Linked DNA regions of Mus musculus: region 1 is linked to region 2. The links are chromatin contacts, called in public HiChIP or PLAC-seq maps. All regions are on one chromosome and are shown on one strand. Each heading gives the region's core, a stretch centred on a gene start, on an enhancer-like site or on the middle of the called end of the contact. The rest is flanking DNA. Distances are from core to core; before and after follow the strand shown. Region 1 has its middle 48 kb from the start of Fam122c. Region 2 holds the start of Hprt (hypoxanthine guanine phosphoribosyl transferase).

The links. HiChIP or PLAC-seq counts read pairs in DNA pulled down with a chosen protein or histone mark.
Region 1: an H3K27ac HiChIP or PLAC-seq map of acute myeloid leukemia shows a contact between it and region 2, with 2.6 times the contacts expected there. The contact joins the enhancer-like site here to the promoter of Hprt in region 2. A contact is called at or near these places in 3 of 39 promoter capture datasets (HPC-7-derived erythroid cells, frontonasal cranial neural crest and second pharyngeal arch cranial neural crest), 2 of 115 datasets of contacts at active chromatin or transcription factors (acute myeloid leukemia and astrocytes) and 1 of 9 other capture datasets (adipose tissue).

What each region holds. Positions count from the first base shown.
Region 1 is chrX:53,319,442-53,322,500 of GRCm38.p6, reverse strand. It overlaps a transcript of Fam122c not described here. Among named protein-coding and RNA genes, the nearest start is that of Fam122c, 48 kb to the right of the region's middle. Within about 2 kb of position 1,735, at least 27 of the 459 cell types and tissues checked have an H3K27ac peak or open chromatin away from gene starts, as enhancers often do. A contact at or near this core is called in acute myeloid leukemia, where this site is marked.
Region 2 is chrX:52,986,690-52,989,916 of GRCm38.p6, reverse strand. It overlaps Hprt (hypoxanthine guanine phosphoribosyl transferase), which reads right to left and starts at 1,839. Exons shown (of 9, transcript NM_013556.2): 1 at 1,667-1,839. The coding sequence starts at 1,693.

The DNA of each region.
Region 1 (3,059 bases), core at 486-2,985, 330 kb before region 2:
AGGTAGGAGACAGTAGGGGAAAGAAAGGCTGTGTGAGGGGCTCTGTGAATAAGAATGTTTGTTCACCAGCCTGATGACCTGACTCTGATTTTCAGGAGCTATATCGTGGAAGAAAACAACCAGCTTCCACAAGTTACCCTTTGACTTCCATGTATATACCATCGTATGTACTCAACAGTGTTCGTTTTTCACACACACACACACACACACACAAGTTTCATAACTCTTTACAAAAGGAGCCAGATGTAAAAGTGAAAGCTTTTAGTCCCAGCACTCAAGAGGCAGAAGCAGACATAAGTACCAGCCTGGTCTACAGAGTGAGTCCTAAGCTAACCATGACTACATAGTAAAACCCTGGCTTTTTTTTTTTCTTAAGTGTGTGTCCGATTCCATCTTTCTCCCCAGGCTAAAGTTCCCAGCTGCAGTCCATTTGCCAACAGCTGTCTTTGAAGAAACCAATATTAATGTTTGTGTCTCCCTCATCAAGTGTTCTATGCCAATATTGTCAAATGCACTGCACACTACACACACAGACTGCTGGGCCTTGCTTCTCCGGCTCACTACACAGCGATTGTTTCATAGCAGCACAGGACAGGAACGGCACCCACTTTATGGACTAAACGTAATGCGCTACGATTGGATTTCAGGATGTTTCTCATCAGATGTAGTTACAGATACTGGTGCAGCGCCTGCCTCTTCTTATGCAGTCATCCTGCACAGAAGCCTGTGGGTAAGACAAAGCTCCTTATGGCAGAGTTGCTGAATGGAACGAATGTTGTGTAACCTTGATAATGCTACATTATCCTTGCTCAGGTAAGTGTTGTTTGAATTCTGCCTGTGCTCTCTTGGCATGTCTTGACTGCTTCTTCACACCACCAGGGTCCCGTAGCAGCCCACTTGGAACATCCCAACCTCAGAGACACTTCTTTCTGTGACTTTAGCCTTCTATTGCCACCCCCACCCTCTGCTCCGAGGCCAGTCCTCACAGCTAGCCCCCTGTCTGCCCTTCTTTATCTCTCTCCTTTCCCAGAAGCCATTAGTGGCTTCCGTTCAGCAACTTCCAGTTCAGCCCATGGCCAGCCATTTTAGCTCTGCCTGGGTTGCCTCCCTCTTGGCAGCACCTGCTCTGCCAGTCCCCAGCCTTGTGAAAACCCTAGCCCTGTGTGCATTCTTGCCATTACCCTCTCTCAGGCAGCCTGCTCTTGCTGGAGAAGGTCAGGAAGTTGGCTCCACTACAAAGCCTGGCTGGCCAGCCCCCACTGGGGCCCCAAGGGCTATGCGGCAGCGGTCATTTTAGACATCGATATCACATTTCTCTCAGTGATTGTTCCAAATCCTTTCTATCTCCTCATATCCACTACCTGACTCTTGCCTTTAGAGCCCTCTGCCCAGCACCAAGCTTTGGATTTTAATGAACAGACATAGGTCATTAGGTTATACCCTCTTTCACCTGCCCACTGACCCGCGCCTTTCACCTTCCCACCTCCAGCCTCCCTGAAGTGGAGACTTTCGGCTCAAGTTGACCCCTTCCCTTCCAGCTTTGGCACTAGGTTCCTTTGCTTTCCTCTTACTCGGCTCCAGACTCTATCTCCCTTCCTTTTGGATTAGCCTTAACTCTCTACTATGTTTTTTTTTCCTCTTTACTTAAGAACAATTACCACCTTACCACCAGACTTCTTAGATTTAGCAATCTTTAGAGTTACACAAGGAACTCATCTGCTTCCTGGCTTCACTTCCTCATCCTGTTTGCTACAAAACCCAGAAACCATACCAGGCACGGTGGTGGACCTTGGTAAGCCCAGCATTGGTGAGGTGTGTGGAGGAGGATTGGGAGTTTAAGGTCAGCCTGGGGCATGCAGTAAGATTCCATTTCAGAAAATAATAACAAATATATAAAATAGAAAAAAAAAACATGACATCAACCAATTGTCAACATCTTATGTTTTCTTCTAATGTTTTCAAATGCACTTATATAGGTATATATACTTTTTTGTTTTACAAATTGGACCATATATGCAAACTTTTTATCATAATACATTTTAGGATATTGAAGCCTTGATACTTATCGTCTGGCTTCAATTAAGACAATTAACTTCACTGACTGAGTCCAGTTTCTCTTGTGCAAAACACAGACTATTACAGTAACTTCTTTACCAGGTTTTATGAAAATTCGATGAGATAAAACATATTACACTGCCTGACATCTAACAAGTTGGATTGATATTAGCTCCATGGCCTTCCACAGCAAATACAATAATGAGTCCTGTCCTTGTGATGTCTAACAGAAGAGATGAAAGCAACTGCAGCAACTCTCCAACACATTTCTCTGACACAAGCTTGGCACATGTGCAAATATAGGAGTGCACTGCAAGGTTCTAAAAACACAATAAAAAAAACAATGTTTATTTGCGGATTTAATGCTGTCAATATTCACCTGCAGCCAAGGCTATCCTGGAATTCAAAATGTACCTCAGGCTAGACTCAAACTCAAACTGAGCATAGTGGCAGACACATGTAACCCCACTTTTGGGCCTGGAATACAGAGACAGGTGGATTCCTGGAACTAATTGTCCAGCCAGCTTAGCCAAATTCATGAGCTTCCCTGTTCACTAAGAGTCCCTGTCTAAGAGAATAAGGTGGAAAGAACAATTAACAGTGACAGCTGATGTTAACCTCTGGTTTCCACATGTGCAGGGGAATGGACATAAGTTTGAGGCCATGTCTCCATAGAATTCCAGACCAGCTTGGGATGAAGTATGAGGCAATGACTCAAAACAAAACATAACAAACATACAATAACTCAGTAACAAAAATAAACAAGCAACCAAAAAGGAATGAGAGCAGAGACAGGGATGAAAGTGGTGACAGGCAAGGGACAATAGTACATGCAGTGCCTCTCTCTCTCTCTCTCTCTCTCTCTCTCTCTCTCTCTCTCTCTCTGTGTGTGTGTGTGTGTGTGTGTGTGCTGGGACTTGACCAAGGACCTTGTCACTGTTAGACAAATCTGTACCAGTGAGCGACATCTGCACTTTGAACTTATTCCACAAGAGGAATCACAT
Region 2 (3,227 bases), core at 590-3,089:
ATCTCAGGTGTAAGAAAAATGTACAACCTGGTGATAGCATATGCTTGCTTGTAATTCCCACACTGAGGTAGAAGCAAGATGGCTGAAAGTTCAAGGCCTGGTCTACTTAGGGCAATGGTTGCACAGGAAGAAATGTCTGAAAAGGAAGCTTCAGTCTAGGTGAAGATACTGAAGGCCACATAGAACATATTCTAAGCAAGCAGGATTCTGGGTCATTAAGAACACAGTGGTTTTGCCTTAAGCCACAATATCTAATACACTATGAGAGAACACCTTTTTAAGGGCTCAAATGGTTATTAATTCACCCAACAAACTATTAGTGAAAACTTGCCACAAACCAGACATTGTGCTATACCTAAAGCTGAGGCTTGTTTAGGGGCCTGGCTTTTGGCCCAGTAGAGTAGAGAGCTTGCTTACCCAGTAGAACAAGGGTTCATTCCCTAAAATGAATTTTTAAAAAACCAGCAAGACTCAGTGATGCAACATTTGGGAGGCAAGAGTCAGGATGACTGTCACAAGTTCATGGCCAGCTTGATGGTCTACATTACCAATTACAGACCAGACAGAGCTACATAGTAAGACCCTGCCTGAAAACATCAAGATAAAGTACGTGTGAGTGGGAAAGTCAACCAACAAGTAACCAGATACCTGCTAAATCTGTAGTATATAAAGCATAATATGACATTTAAGGAGTACCAGAGGCAAGAATAAGAATAGAGCAGGCTAAAGTCGTTAATCAGAAGCAGGAGCTATGGGATGTTCTAGCAAGCATGATCAGCAAGGTTATGGCGTTGGGATTGATAGGGGAGACAGAGCTTGGCAGGTTAGAAAAAATTGAGCCAATGGGAGAAAAGGCAGGATATCTGAAGATGAGTGTGGAAAAAAGTCATCCAACGTAACAACCAAATCCATACTTTTTTTTTTTTTTAAATTCCCACAGCATCCAAGGGCATGGGCTCCCAAGTCAAGTGTATCTGAAGCCAAAGCCCATTATTCTGGGCCATGGGGGGGTAAAAAAACAAAACAAAACAAAACAAAAAACGAGCCGCCTTTCCACTCTTCAGGTGGAAAATAGGCGTGATTTTCACTGCCTGGGCCGCAGCGCTGATTCAACGGAGTGATTGCGCATTCCCACAAATATGAATTATGGCATCTGCAGAATTAGGGGCAAAGTCCAGGCCTGAACATGCCCTCTCATGCGGTCGTCTTGGGAACCGAAGCTCCTTCTAGAGGTGTTCCCTGGCCGCCAAACCCCAAACTTGTAGAGCTGGGCCTCTCCCAGGAGAGCTCCCCCGCCCTCCCCGCGCCTGATCCTTCCTGAAGCCGCCCTCCGCCGCTTGCCACCGCGCGCGTCCGCCGGCCGCACATGTCAAGTCCAACGCCATTGCCACCTTCCTGGTCCACACGCAGCCTGCCCTCTCTCTCTGTCGGGGCTCACTGGAGGGGCATCCCCACCCCCGAACCCCGCCATCCCGTCCTGCCCGCCGCCCTCATGGGGCATCTAGCCAGACTCCAGGAATCCCTGACCGCCCCCGCCATCAAAGAGTCCCGGCCGCCCCAGCGCCCAGAGCGGGCCTCGGGAGCCTCAGGGCTCCGGCCTGCGTCACTGTGCCACCGGGCGCATGGGGCCCGGCTGTGGGGCTCTGCTGGAGTCCCCTTGGCTCACCACGACGCTGGGACTGCGGGTCGGCATGACGGGACCGGTCGGCTCGCGGCAAAAAGCGGTCTGAGGAGGAAGCCGGCGGAGGAGGTGCTACCGCTCCGGAAAGCAGTGAGGTAAGCCCAACGCTCTCCCTCGCCGCCTCAGCAATGGCTCAGAAACGCTGCCGGCCAGGCTCCGCCCCTCGGCCCGCCCTCTCGGCCCGCCCAGGCTCCGTCCCCGGAGGCTCCGCTGGGCGTTCTCCCGCGCGCGCGCCACCAAAGGCAGTTCCGGAACTCTTATCTGACTAGGTGGGCCTGATAATTTTCTTTCTGAAGAAAATGGTACTGGCCATACCGCAGCCCCCAGGCCCTCTGTCGTCTCCCAGAGGATTCCCAGATAATCACTCCGCATTTTTCTCCCTCCTCATGAGTCTAAACAGCTCTAAATCATGATGTGATTCCTCAAGATTTAGGCCCAGTTCTTTCACAAATTTTTACTTAGTCATAAGATTTGAGATCCAGCCGGGCGGTGGTGGCGCACGCCTTTAATCCCAGCATTTAGGAGGCAGAGGCAGGCGGATTTCTGAGTTCAAGGCCAGTCTGGTCTACAAAGTGGAGTACCAATCCAAAAGGAAAAATAAACTACTTAGTAACCTTAGGAGAAATAGACCCTAAAATGCTTTTTGCCTTTACATAAAATGAGCATTTTAAGCCAAGTATGGTTTAAAAAAAAAAAAAAGGCTTTTATGCCCAGCTACCAAGAAAGGAGAATCACATACATATTCGACCTACCCAGACAATTAAGATCTTGCTTCAAAATAAAAATTGTTAAGGTGGAATAGGGATGGAGAAAGACATCTTGCACATGACTGCAACACACACAAAAGAAATGCTGATAGAGATTCATATATTACCAAATAAGATGCCATTTCTTACATGTTGATTTTAGTCAGGTGTGGCGACACATATGTGTAATCCCAGCACTACAGAGGTAGGAGAATTACAACTGTGAATTCCAGACGAGCCTGCATTACAAAGTGAGACCCTGGCTGAAAAACAACTAACTAACTAACTAACCAACGAACGAACAAACTGACTGACTAGTGTTTGAAAAAATAAAAGAGCCAGGAAGAGAGCAGAGCAGTAGTACATTTGGGCTCTAAGAGGCTCTGGGTTCAATCTTTTTTTTTTTTTTTTTTGGTTTTTTTTTGAGACAGGGTTTCTCTGTATAGCCCTGGCTGTCCTGGAACTCACTTTGTAGACCAGGCTGGCCTTGAACTCAGAAATCCGGCTGCCTCTGCCTCCCGAGTGCTGGGATTAAAGGCGTGTGCCACCGCGCCCGGCTTCTGGGTTCAATCTTATACAACAACAACAAAAAAAGAATGAATAAACAAATAAATAGATAAAGTAAGCATATTAACCGTACTTGATGGGAATATGGGGGAATTAAAGGATTGCACACATACATTTGAGCGAGCATACATATGGGACACAATATAAAAGTACACAATGTATGGGAACTGTGGCTGTTATTCATATTTATTTTTTTCTCCACAATTTCCTGCATGGAATTTGTTTTATATTTT